Regions from separate parts of the Mus musculus genome. Here region 2 is linked to region 1. The links are chromatin contacts, called in public Hi-C maps. All regions are on one chromosome and are shown on one strand. Each heading gives the region's core, a stretch centred on a gene start, on an enhancer-like site or on the middle of the called end of the contact. The rest is flanking DNA. Distances are from core to core; before and after follow the strand shown. Region 1 overlaps Gm32276 (a long non-coding RNA gene). Region 2 has its middle 28 kb from the start of Zfp326.

Region 1 (6,232 bases), core at 3,579-6,078:
GTACTTTGTACTATATATAGTCTCGATTTAGGTCAGTCTAAGAGTTGCGAGGCAAAAGGATAGTTTTGCTGATAGTCAACCCTAAAGTTCTAATTGCTTTTGCTTTTGGAAATCTCCCAATAGTTCTTCTTTCTTTCTCCTGTACTAACTTCATATATATTATATGTATTTGTACATATATGTGTAAATGTGAATATATGAATATATATGTATGTATGTGTGTATAGAAGTGTGTGTGTGTGTGTGTGTGTGTGTGTGTGTGTGTGTGTAGCCAGCTCAACTGAAGTCAGTAAAGGTACTCTCCCACTCTCCTGCCCCTTTGTTCACTTTCCAGTTCCTCCTGGTGGCTAAGGCTGTTTGTGTCCCTGGTTTGGGGCCAGTGAGACTTGACAAGGAACACTGATGGGAAACAGTTGGCGGGAGGATTCTTCACTTCTGAGCCGTAGCCCAAATGGAGGTTTCAGGCTCCTGACGTCTCGTGTTCTTCCTCTCAGGTGACTTGCTTTCTACATGCCTTAACTGTGCCCTCTGTTGTATCTACTATGATAAACCAGTAGCAAGGACATTACTGTCGTGAGAAATGGAGAACATAACAGACTAAGGTGATGGAAGGAAAGAGTCTTGTCAACATCTTGGCCTTGCAGTCTCCAGCTTCCACACTGTCAAGAAATGAGTATCTATTGTTTAATCAAAAAAGTGTTTTCTGCTCTTAAGCAAAAGGACAATGCTGTACTTACCTTCCAGCTGTCCCCTTCTCTGCCCTCAGACTGTGACAATCATGTTTTGACCACAAGAACAAGATGTAAGACCCAAGGAGAGAGGGGGAGAGGGAGGATGGCTCATGGACACCAAAATACGGACAGAAGTAATAAATTGTTCTGTTCTACAAAACAATAGAATAGGTGTCCCCACAGTAACTGCTGCCATAGTCCATAAAAGTCACTAGAAGGGAGATGTTTGTTGGCTTCGAACACAAAGCAACAATGACAGAAAGAGGAACAGCTCTGATTTGATTAGTGCCTGTGGTACAGACACATGTATTGAAATGTCACTTGACCTGCTGGTCCAGCTCAGTGAGAGCCCAGTGCTTTTTACTTGAAGTCTGGAAAGCTGGCCGATTTGTATTGTTGACAATGTTGGGGACAAAGAGTAGATGATGAAGAATTAAAGACGTGGTTGCATCAGAATTGTAGTACTTGGAGACTTGTTATTCCCTCTGAGTGTCCTACTTCCCTGCGGGGGTCTCGGTCCACCATGGCCCACAAAGTGATGTGGGAGGCAAGAAGGTAGTAAGATCAACACAACTCAGTAGCTGGAGTTCATTCAAACTTCAGGAGTCTCCCCCTGAGTAGCTTATTTCAGGCACACTTAAGCAGGGCACAATTTGGTGAAAATCTTCCTCACAGTAACTAATTCTGTATGCACAATAAAGTTTGAGATGTGACTACATTGAAGCTCTTTATGAAGTAGATATGACGTCTTCCATAAAGACGGCTTCTATAGATTGACAGGCGCATGATAGGGGTCTGGGGGAGGCTCCAGTGTGGTCTTGACACACGAATACTGCAAAGGTGGCCGGGCTGTCAACCATCTCTGCTCCCAGCCTTCTGTGCAGATAAAGAGGTTATGCATCCCTGCCTTAGAAAGAACCTCCGTGTGTGTTTAACATTCTTGTTTCCTTTGGTGCTTAACTGTGAGCACGAGGACTCCATGCTCCTACACCTCCCTTTCAGTAACCCAGTTTCATCGACGCCCTAAGAGCCACTGTGATTTATCAAGAGACTCAGCTTGCTCTCAGCAGATCCCATACCCTTTGTCCTCCTAAGTTGCTTAGATAAAAAGGAAATAGAATTATACTTCATTTGGACTCCACTTACATTTTCCTTGTCTTTTTTTATTAAGCCTGGACTATGACCTTTGTTGGCAGGAGCTGAGCATAATCAGGTTAGCTCAGATCTTTCTGAATGTGGCACCCTGGGGCAAGAAAGCTTGGGGGCTCTGAGGAGTGGCCCTGTACAGTGGCAGTTGAGTTATCCCCAAGGGTTCTTTAGTCCCTGGTGTTTTGCATCTGGCCTGCCGGAGGGCTTGGAGTAAGGGGAGCTTACTCAAGAAAAGGCAGCCGTCAAAATCTCACCCATATCAAATTTACATAGGCTGCTCCAAGATGATACCTCTCCATCCCTGGTCCAGGGAAAGAAGATGTGGAATGCAGCTCAATCACTAAAGAACTAACCATGTAAGCATAAGGACTTAGTTTGTGCCCCAGGACATACACACACACACACACACACACACACACACACACACAAACACCAAAGCTAGGTGTGGTGATATACAATTACAATACTAACATTGGACAAACTGAGAGCAGAGCCCCTAGCCTAGTCTACCAGGCCGAGTTAAAGGTCCATTAAAATTTTCCTCCTCTTCCAAGTCCCAAGCCTGGGATTTTCCAAAAGCGCACCTTTGTCCTTCCCAGCTATTGGCTGTTGACATTTTAATTTACAAATCAGAACCAACTGGGATAGGTTCCTAGAAGCTACCTGCAGACACTTGAGTAAGCAGCTTTGGGAGGACATAATTGGAGGATACAAGCATAATGAGAATACAAGCAGCTACAAGTAAGTCTTTCAATAAAGTGCTTGCTATGCAAGTGTGAGGAGTTTGAAGCTCCAGGATGCATGTAAAAGCCTAGCTCAGCAGACGGCCAGCAGACAGCAGTTGTATCCCTGCATCCATCAAGGTAGATGGCAGGGAATAGGACACTGGTAGGTGGGAGATAAGAGATAGGTAGATAGGAGATAGCTAGATGGGAGATAGGTAGCTAGGAGACCAGAGAGGCTCCAGAAGTTTGTAGCTCAGCTGGCCTGGTGTTCCCAGCTGCAAACAACATGACCTTGTCTCAAACAAGAAGGAAAACAAGGACACGGAGGGTGTCCTCTGATCTCCATACACGGGCGTGGCGCACACTCACTTGTCCTCATACATGAACGTGTGCAAACACACACATATACACACATCACAGACACACATGGGTAATATACACATCACACTGAATATATAAATATTATCCTATTATAACTTGTTGTATAGTATTTGGGAAATGTTCAATATAGCCAATTATGAGAAACATTCAAAGTACATGTATTGGAAGGTAAGATCAATACGCACAGACTCCTTTTTCTTTTTCTTTAATTATATTTTATCATTGTGTGTGTGCTTGTGTGCACGTGTACCTGTGTGCATGAGTGCAAGGTTTCCTGTGAAGAAGTCACAAGACAGTTTTCAGGAGTTGCTCCTTCCTTTCTTGGTGACATAGGGGCTCTTATATTCTCCAAACTCCAGGCCATCAGGGTGAGTCTCCTGTCTCCACTTCCGACTCGCTGGGATTCTGGGTGAGACCCATGCATCTGGCTTAGTGTGGGTTCTGGGGATTTGACTCAAGGTATCGTGTTTTCATAGAAGGTGGTTTATGTGATGAGCTATCTCTCTGGATTTCTGCCTTTTTATACATTTCCTTATTCTTCATGGTTGCTCTCTAATATCCTTTGTGTTAAACACTGAGAATTACCAAGATCAGCTAGAAAAAAAGAAAAAAAAAAAAAAACCTGAGGTGGAAGACAGACCAGTGATTATCTTTCATGACCACTTCAAAACCTCGCAGGTAGCATGATGATGATAAATACAGAATCTGCGGATACAGCTCAGCTCACAGACTGCTTGCCTCCCACAATGCCCTGGGTCCAAGCCCTAGAGCTGCATAAACTTGTGTGGTGGTGCATGCCTGTTGCCCCACACTTGGGAGATAAGCATAAGATGCATAAGAGTGTGTGAAATCCAAGGCCATTCTCGCCTCATCCGGACTTTGAGGCTAACTTGGACTACATGAGATCTTGTCTTCAAACATTATTTATTTGTAATGCAAGTGGGACTCTTCTAAAAAGAGACAAGAGGTGATCTGTGTGGATCTAAGACCTATAGTCTCAGGCTAGAGAGATGGTTCAGCAGTTAAGAGCACTGACGGCTCTTCCAGAGGTCCTGAGTTCAATTCCCAGCAACCACATGGTGGCTCACAACCATCTGTAACTGGGTCTGATGCCCTTTTCTGGTGTGTCTGAAGATAGCGAAAATGTACTCACATATATAAAATAAATCTTTAAGGAAAAAAAACCTATAATGTCTAAATATGCTTATAAGAAAAATGTAGCATTAAATCTGGATTGACCACCCTCTGCTCATCACCAGAAGAGACACGTAGCCTTCTGGAATAAGAGATGGGCGTGGCCAGTGGTGGCACACGCATTTAATCCCAGCACTTGAGAGGCAGAGGCAGGTGGATTTCTGAGTTTGAGGCCAGCCTGGTCTACAGAGTGAGTTCCAGGACAGCCAGGGCTACACAGAGAAACCTTGTCTCGAAAAACCAAACCAAAACAACAACAACAAAAACAAAACAAAACAAACAAACAAAAAAAACCAAAATGGGTGTGTGCACAATTAAATAAGCCATGAACGGAAGGCTTTCCCTGTGAGCCTTCCCTGGATGGGCCATGGTGTACAAGATCTCTGGCAATCGATTACCTGAGACACCCCTTCCCCTCAGGGTGTCCTCTTTCTCTCTGTCTTGAAATAGGCCAGGAGGAAATTCTCCTTATAACCAGGAACCTCTACTGTCCTTACTTAGTCCTTCCCACACCCAGCCTGCCAGGATGTCCGGGCCTCATGACCCATCACCCAGAACACGTAGATTGTCTCCAGCCTTCTACAAAGAGAAGTGGCCCTGTTGGTGTCTGTTCTTCAGGGTCAGTTTCACTTCCCTAACAGTTATTGCATGGGGAGGTTTTCTGTAAGTCATGATCTAGGTATGCTGGGAGATGCTACGCGCACAGACCCACCCCTGTGGGCCACAGAGGACACAAACGTATCCCAGAGTAACCTGGCCTGGGATTTTAAGATTTCTTTTCTCTCCTCCACCAGGAAGACTGTCCCAAGGACTTTCTTCTAGTAGCTGTCTGGAGAGGATGACTTGACGCATGTGCACCCCTGCAGACGGATGCTTGGGGACAATACTTCCGGTGTGGGGATGGGGAGGTCATTGGAAGGGAAAGGAAGGGAAAAAAAGACAGTGGAGGATAGCATAACCAGAATTTATGTATATATCATTTGCACAATAACAAAATAAATCAATTACAAAACAGAAAAATCTGCATTCATTTTTTTCCATGGCTGAATATTCACCTGCAGACAGGTTTCTCACCCTCTCACTCACCTGTCGATAGACACTCTTTGTTTACAGCGTGGTTAGCCAGAAGAGGGCTGCTTGCATACTTTTCTCTCGAGATACCTGTTCAAATCACTTCCAGTTCTCTCTTGGGTACAAAAATGAAATTTCTGGGTCATGTGGTAGTTTCATCTCCAACTTGTAGAAATCACCAAACTGCTTCCTGCAGTGGCTTTGGCATTTGCCATGCTCATGAAGGTCATGTGTCCCCTACATTCTCACCAACTCTTATTTTCCACTTTGTTCTGTTTCCTAACTTTCCTAGCAAATGAAGAGTGGTGTCTCACCCTGGCCCAGTTTACCTCTCTACTGACTGATGATGCTGATCTTAGTTCTGTGAGCTTAGCCCATGCCGAAATGTTTGCTGAGTCATTGGCTTACACTTGACCTAGATTATTGGAGGTTTGCTGTTACTCTTGGGTTTTAGCCATCCTTTATAGATTTAGATTTAGATCCTTTATCAGATGTGAGGTTTGCACACACCTTCCTCCGTGCTGAAGGTTGTCATCCTTTGTCAACCTTTTTAACTTTGATGAGCGTACAATTTCTGTCTTTTGTTGTTGTTTGCAGTCTGTGGTTGACCTGGCCTCGGATGGCATAAGGATTCTCTTAGGATGTCTCACAAACAACATCCCAGACAGCTCAGTTTGGTTTTCTACTCTCTATCATCATATAATTTCTACATAATAGAATTTGTGTGCAGCTGAATGCTCTTTTACACCTGAAACTTTCTAACTACACAGTCTTATCCACATAGGCGAGAATCATAAACAATCTGAGTGCCCATCAATAGATAAAAGTGGAGGGCTGGAGAGATGTCTCAGTGGTTAAGAGCACTGGCTGTTCATCCAGAGATCCTGAGTTCAATTCCCTGCAACCACATGGTAGCCCTCAATAGGATCCGATGCCCTCTTCTAGTGTGTCTGAAAACAGAACACTCATGTACATAAAATA
Region 2 (6,299 bases), core at 2,957-5,456, 190 kb after region 1:
CTGAAGACAGCTACAGTGCACTCATGTGCATAAAATAAATAAATATTTTTAAAAGATATCTGATGTGACCCCTGGCTTCCACAAGTATACACACACACACACATACACACATACAAATACATACATACACACACATGCATACACAAATATATATACACACACATATATACACACACACACCGCCCCCATGCACATGCTCAACAGGAATATATATGCATATAGACACAGAATTGATATGATATCTATTCCCCTCAATAAATTTCTAGTTGTATTTTAAACTAAACATTTGTTTATTTTTTGAGAGAGAGAGAGGGAGAGAGAGAGAGAGAGAGAGAGAGAGAGAATGCCTGGGGAGATCTGAGGACAATCTGAAGGAGCAGGAGTCAGTTCCCTTTCATTAGCTGAGTCTTGGGGATTGAGCTTGGGTTGTCAGGCTTGGCAGCAGGTGCCTTTACCTACTGAGCCATTTTGCTGGCCTCTGGGTTTGTTCTCTTGTGGTGGCCGGGATAGAACTCCCGACCTTATGAGTGCCAGGCACGTATTGTACCACTAAGCTGTGTCTCTAGCCACCCTGGTCTCTCGAGGGTGAAAGTGCCCATTTTATCTTCCTCATGGCTGGGCAACACCCAGAGAACTGTTCTGTGCCCCATGACACGTGGGCGGTTCTCTAGGCCATCACTGCACACCTAGCTTGCATGTGCTCTTCCTGCTTCCAGCCTGATCTCTTGCATTCTCAGACACGAGAAAACAGAATGCTGAAATCACATAATTTAACAGGTATCCAAGAAACCATTTTCAAAATTGCCTTTCTCCCCTAAGTCTTAAAATACTTACTTTCCAGGTTGGTGAGATGGCTCAGTGGGTAAGAGCACGACTGCTTTTCCGAAGGTTCGGAGTTCAAATCCCAGCAACCACGTGGTGGCTCACAACCATTCGAAACAAGATCTGACTCCCTCTTCTGGATTGTCTGAAGACAGCTACAGTGTACTTGCATATATGAATCTTTAAAAATATTTTTTAAAAAATACTTGTTTTCCAACCAAATTTCCATTAGAGTAATTCTTAGGAGAACTCTCGAATCTTCATGTCCTGCCCATACAGCTCAGCCCCAAGCCTGGCACATCTAGAACAGTCGATGGTACAGATCAGACTTTAGATATAATATATTTTCTAGCAGAGTATAGATCAAAAATAGTTTTCTCTAAGTCTAGTGTTAGGTATATAGTGAAATTCAAGTTGAGGTCAAACAGCACAAATAGTATCAAGACATTCATCCTGGAAGTGCTTTTGGTATCATTTAATGCAAATCTCTGGCTTTATGGAGTGGAGAACCAGGACTCAGAAAGGCTCTGATAAGAATAAGCTGAGTTGGAGGAAGCTTAGTAGGTCTTACTCTTTTCTCGGCAATTACCATATCCACGATGTAAGAAAATGTTTACAAGCCATTGGGCTGCTTTCTTTGAAACTGAAAAGATACATGTTTGTCAATTTCACAGAGACATCTAAAAAAGGCTTTCCTGTCTATTTATTACAGAACCTTCTATTGAGACACCTTTACATGCTAGAAATTGTCTTAGATGCTAGGTTGTGAGCAGCAGAAAAGCAGAGCTATCACCTCCATCACCATCACCATCACCTCCAACCTTTTTTCCTGGGAGGGTCTTCTGCTACATTGAGAGAACTCTTGTCCTACTTCCTTGGTAGCCCCTCGGGATACCTCAGCGATCCTTGCCCCTGGTGATCACCCCCCTTGCGGCTCTGTGGCAGGTGAGTACTGCAGAAGGGACATGGTGTGACTCTGAGTTTGCCCTGAGGACTCTACAGCTGCTCTTCCTTTGGGTCACTTCTGTAGGGGAAGTCCTCCATCGTCAGTGTTGTTTCCAGCATGTGAGGGAGAATCCTAGGGAGCAGACCTTTCATACTCAGTCAGGCCGGCAGATACTGCATCCCTGGATGACATTATTACTGTTGCTGTGACAACCACAGCAATAATCCCTGGATGATGTTATTACTGTTGCTATGCCAAAGTGGTCCGCTAAGTGAGCCCAAAATCCCTTGCTCGTGGAACCATGAGTAATAGTATGTCTGTTGTTCTTTTATCCCAGTGACATCAGACGGTTGGTGCCTGACCCCACACTGGGCTTACAGAAGGCTCCCTGTAGAAAATCAATCCACATGTTAAAAGATGGTAAAGAAATGCTGGGTGTCATGGCTCAAGCCTATGATCCCTCCAAGTTTGAGGCCAGCCTGGACAATAGAATGAGTTCTAGATCATTAAAAGTTAAAATAACAAAAACAAAAACAAACAACAACAACACAAAAACACTGGCCATTTCAAATGCCATTTTCCCCTTTGTTTTTGTTTTTGTTTTTTTGAGGGTATTATGTAGCCCACCAACCTGTCCTTCCTTAAACTCACCGGGAGGTTGTGAATTCCTGATACATACACCCTCTCAGTTGCTGGGGTTATAGGCCTGTACCACCATGCCTGCTCCAAATCTATAACTTCTGCTGGAGTCTTCCATTCTGTGGGCCAAATGGGAATGGGAAAAGACCAAAGTAAGCACAGCTTTCTGACCAAGAGAAGGTAATCTTCGTAGTAAAGAGAAGGCCTCAGCTGTCGCTCGGCAGAGGCAAGGCCACGGAAACCATGGTGGAAACGGCAGCAACTCAGCAAGACTATTTGCTAATAATTTATTTTCGTTAAGAAAAGAAAACATATCCTTGGTAAAGTGCCAGTTCTCAACAAGCTGATTCATAACAAGTCTTTCTCTGGGAAAACAGACGATTGAATCATTCTCAAGTCTTTGCTACCTGAAGTCATTGTGGCTGTCCATAAATATCTCAACCTACGGTCTTTTTTTTTTTTTTTTGGTAGAATCCAAATTGGCTTTGAATTTGAGGATACATTCCAGTCTCTACTTACCCTAGAGAAATCTGTAATTAGAGTTGTGTGACCCTATGCCCAGTTTATGAAACACCGGGGCTGGAACACCAGGACTCATGAATGCTAGCCGTATATTCTACAAAATGAGCTGCTGCAGAGCCTGTTGGAAATCCTCATTTCCCACCTGTTGAAGGCGGTAGGTACCACATCATTTGCTCTGGCAGAAAGAATATGTGTAGAAACACTGCAGGCTGGTGCAGGTCAGGATGCCTGGTATAGTCTTACCCTTTCTGTGTTAGGGCAACCAGCCATGTTTCTGAACTGGCTAGCTCTGTCAGCATGGGGCTCACAGTGAAGATGACACTGTGTAATGAATGGAAATACTTTTGGATATTACCTGTAACCCTGGCAGAAACTCCCTGGCATGGCTGAAACACTAGGAACTGAAGCTCACATTGCTCAGGCCTGTCGTGGTATGTGGCTCTCTAGGCAGAACTGTATCCATCTTCATCAGACCTTTTAGGGTCTTCATCATGTAAGCCGTGCTTAAAAGAGGCCACCAAGAGCAGGTCTTATGACCACTGACCCTCTTTCAGAGAAGGAGGAGTTGCGGAGGGTCACTAGACCCTCACCTGGGACTCTAGCCACTCCTCACAGCCATTTGTGTGAAGTTCTGCCCTAATTACACAACAGCCACTGAAGCATATGGGCTGAGGGAGGATAATGGGGAAGCCATCAGGGATGCTGGGTGAATGCTTTCCCGTGGGACTGCACTAGGGTCGTCCATGCTTCTGCCTGTGACCCTACTCTGTAAGTAGTCCGATTAACTCGTTGGTTCCCCAGAGCAAACTTGGATGGAGTCATACTTTGGTTCTGTTGGGACTTTATATGGGAGAGGGGTGTAGATGCTTTTAAAAGTCTTCTCAGAGAAGGGATTCTCCCAAACGAGTCTCTTCCAATGCTGGTGTCACAGCTTTCGGTTAGTTAAGGGTGGCCGTGTTGGAGTCTGGCTGAGAACAAGGCGTCTTCCATGTCTCATTCAATGTCATAATAAACTGGTATTATTAAACTCGTACTTATAAAGATCCTGAGAAATGAAGTGATCTTTTTTCCCTCCCAGCTTACTGACGAGAAGGATACTTGAGACGGGAACCCAGGCTTTCTGAATATGAAACTCCCTCTGAGCTACTCAGTAGTGCTACAGTAGTGCAGCACCAAGGCCACCTGTCACCAATGACAAACCCAGGTGACCTCATCCTGCACTGTGACTCCAGTGTTGGATCCTCCTGAGTTAGTCACTATTGAGTCCTCCTCTTGTCTCTGGTATCTATTTTCTCCAGGAAGTAGGCCACTGGAAATGTGTGTGTCCCCCCCACCCCACTTCCTCTGCTTAGCGGTAATTGCTGCTTTGCTACATAACAATAAAGAAACAGCTGTCATGCAGCCTCTGCAAGGTGTTCTGCGTTCTGTATTCCTTACAGTGTCACAGATATTCTTCAAAAGTGGGACACTGAAGCACCAGGCAAGCTCTTCAAAGTGTCTGAAGACTTAGCCTTTGCTAGGTGGGATTTAGACCCCTGTCAGCCCGACTTCCAACTCCCCATTCTGTCTGGTACCTTTTCCCACAGCCAGACTCAATGCACCCGAGTGCTTACTGAGGGCGGGGTATCTCCAAGCAGTTGGAGAGGACTAAACAAACCCATATTGTGACTGCCTGGGCTCTCTGCTACACATGTTGGCCAATTTCCAAAGACTCAACCCCTATGAAAGGGCAGGGCCCTCCAAGTTCCTCAGAATCAACCCTGAAGTGAGATTGCCTGGAAATTTATTTATTTATTTTCTTCTGGTCTACATGTAGGAAGTGGTTGGTATGTGTTCCCTCAAAATTTTCACTTTTCCTATAGATAAAGTAGCTCTGTGTAATTTATGTCTTCAAGAAAGTCTCAGACACTTGGAAGATCCTTTGTCTGGGCACTTCTGGTCCATCCACTGGCTATTTCAGTGAGTCCACTAAGGTAACCCAGCCAAGGGTTTCTTGTACATGGTAATTGATTTTAATTACTCTTCATTAGTTCCCCCTTTATATTGTAGTGTCAGCTTAAATGAAAGTCCTGTGTTCCAGCAAACCTCAGTCCTAAGCAAACTAGGACTGTTGGTCATCCTAGATGGTGTGTTTTCCCCTAACGTATGTGCAAATGTGAGTAACAGATGTGCGTATGTGTGTAATGTATATATGTATGTGTGTGTGTAACATATGTGCATAAGTGTGTAATAGAGGCTAAATATTTTATTTCATGATGGCAAAAGAGCGTCTCCAAAGCAATTATGGCAAAAAGGGACTGAATAGAATGAGGTGGAGACTCATTGACTCAGAATGCTTTCGAAGAGATTTGTTTCCACTGGCTTCCCAACGTGGGAAAGTCCACCCTGGTCTGAACTCCAACCCTTCGCACACAGCTGCGAAGATAGATCCTGTTGTGGGTGGTGTTTGACATCTGTGTTCCCGGTACTCACAGCTTGCAGCATGCACCCAGATGCTGGTACTCACAGCTTGCAGCATGCACCCAGATGCTGGTACTCACAGCCTGCAGCATGCACCCAGATGCTGGTACTCACAGCCTGCAGCATGCACCCAGATGCTGGTACTCACAGGCTGCAGCATGCACCCAGATGCTGGTACTCACAGCTTGCAGCATGCACCCAGATGCTGGTACTCACAGCCTGCAGCATGCACCCAGATGCTGGTACTCACAGCCTGCAGCATGCACCCAGATGCTGGTACTCACAGGCTGCAGCATGCACCCAGATGCTGGTACTCACAGCCTGCAGCATGCACCCAGATGCTGGTACTCACAGGCTGCAGCATGCACCCAGATGCTGGTACTCACAGGCTGCAGCATGCACCCAGATGCTGGTACTCACAGGCTGCAGCATGCACCCAGATGCTGGTACTCACAGCCTGCAGCATGCACCCAGATGCTGGTACTCACAGCCTGCAGCATGCACCCAGATGCTGGTACTCACAGCCTGCAGCATGCACCCAGATGCTGGTACTCACAGCCTGCAGCATGCACCCAGATGCTGGTACTCACAGGCTGCAGCATGCACCCAGATGCTGGTACTCACAGGCTGCAGCATGCACCCAGATGCTGGTACTCACAGGCTGCAGCATGCACCCAGATGCTGGTACTCACAGGCTGCAGCATGCACCCAGATGCTGGTACTCACAGCCTGCAGCATGCACCCAGATGCTGGTACTCACAGCCTGCAGCATGCACCCAGATGCTGGTACTCACAGGCTGCAGCATGCACCCAGATGCTGGTACTCACAGGCTGCAGCATGCACCCAGATGCTGGTACTCACAGCCTGCAGCATGCACCCAGATGCTGGTACTCACAGCCTGCAGCATGC

Evidence for each region. Hi-C and Micro-C count contacts between places; a contact is called where the count stands out from the background.
Region 2: a contact with region 1 is called in a Hi-C map of bone marrow-derived macrophages, with 27 read pairs. The contact joins two enhancer-like sites. A contact is called at or near these places in 10 of 39 promoter capture datasets (the C10 cell line, the HPC-7 cell line, cranial neural crest and 7 more), 4 of 15 datasets of contacts at CTCF or cohesin (CD8 T cells, the NIH/3T3 cell line, embryonic stem cells and 1 more), 33 of 484 Hi-C or Micro-C datasets (the 3T3-L1 cell line, the AtT-20 cell line, B cells and 21 more), 14 of 115 datasets of contacts at active chromatin or transcription factors (the 230-238 cell line, acute myeloid leukemia, bone marrow-derived macrophages and 7 more) and 1 of 9 other capture datasets (embryonic stem cells).

The regions. Positions count from the first base shown.
Region 1 is chr5:105,657,308-105,663,539 of GRCm38.p6, forward strand. Gm32276 (a long non-coding RNA gene) reads left to right here. Exons shown (of 5, transcript XR_389458.3): 4 at 335-494; 5 at 4,975-5,124. Among named protein-coding and RNA genes, the nearest start is that of Gm32276, 9.1 kb to the left of the region's middle. Within about 2 kb of position 4,829, at least 43 of the 459 cell types and tissues checked have an H3K27ac peak or open chromatin away from gene starts, as enhancers often do. A contact at or near this core is called in bone marrow-derived macrophages, where this site is marked.
Region 2 is chr5:105,845,240-105,851,538 of GRCm38.p6, forward strand. No RefSeq gene overlaps it. Among named protein-coding and RNA genes, the nearest start is that of Zfp326, 28 kb to the right of the region's middle. Within about 2 kb of position 4,207, at least 23 of the 459 cell types and tissues checked have an H3K27ac peak or open chromatin away from gene starts, as enhancers often do. A contact at or near this core is called in bone marrow-derived macrophages, where this site is marked.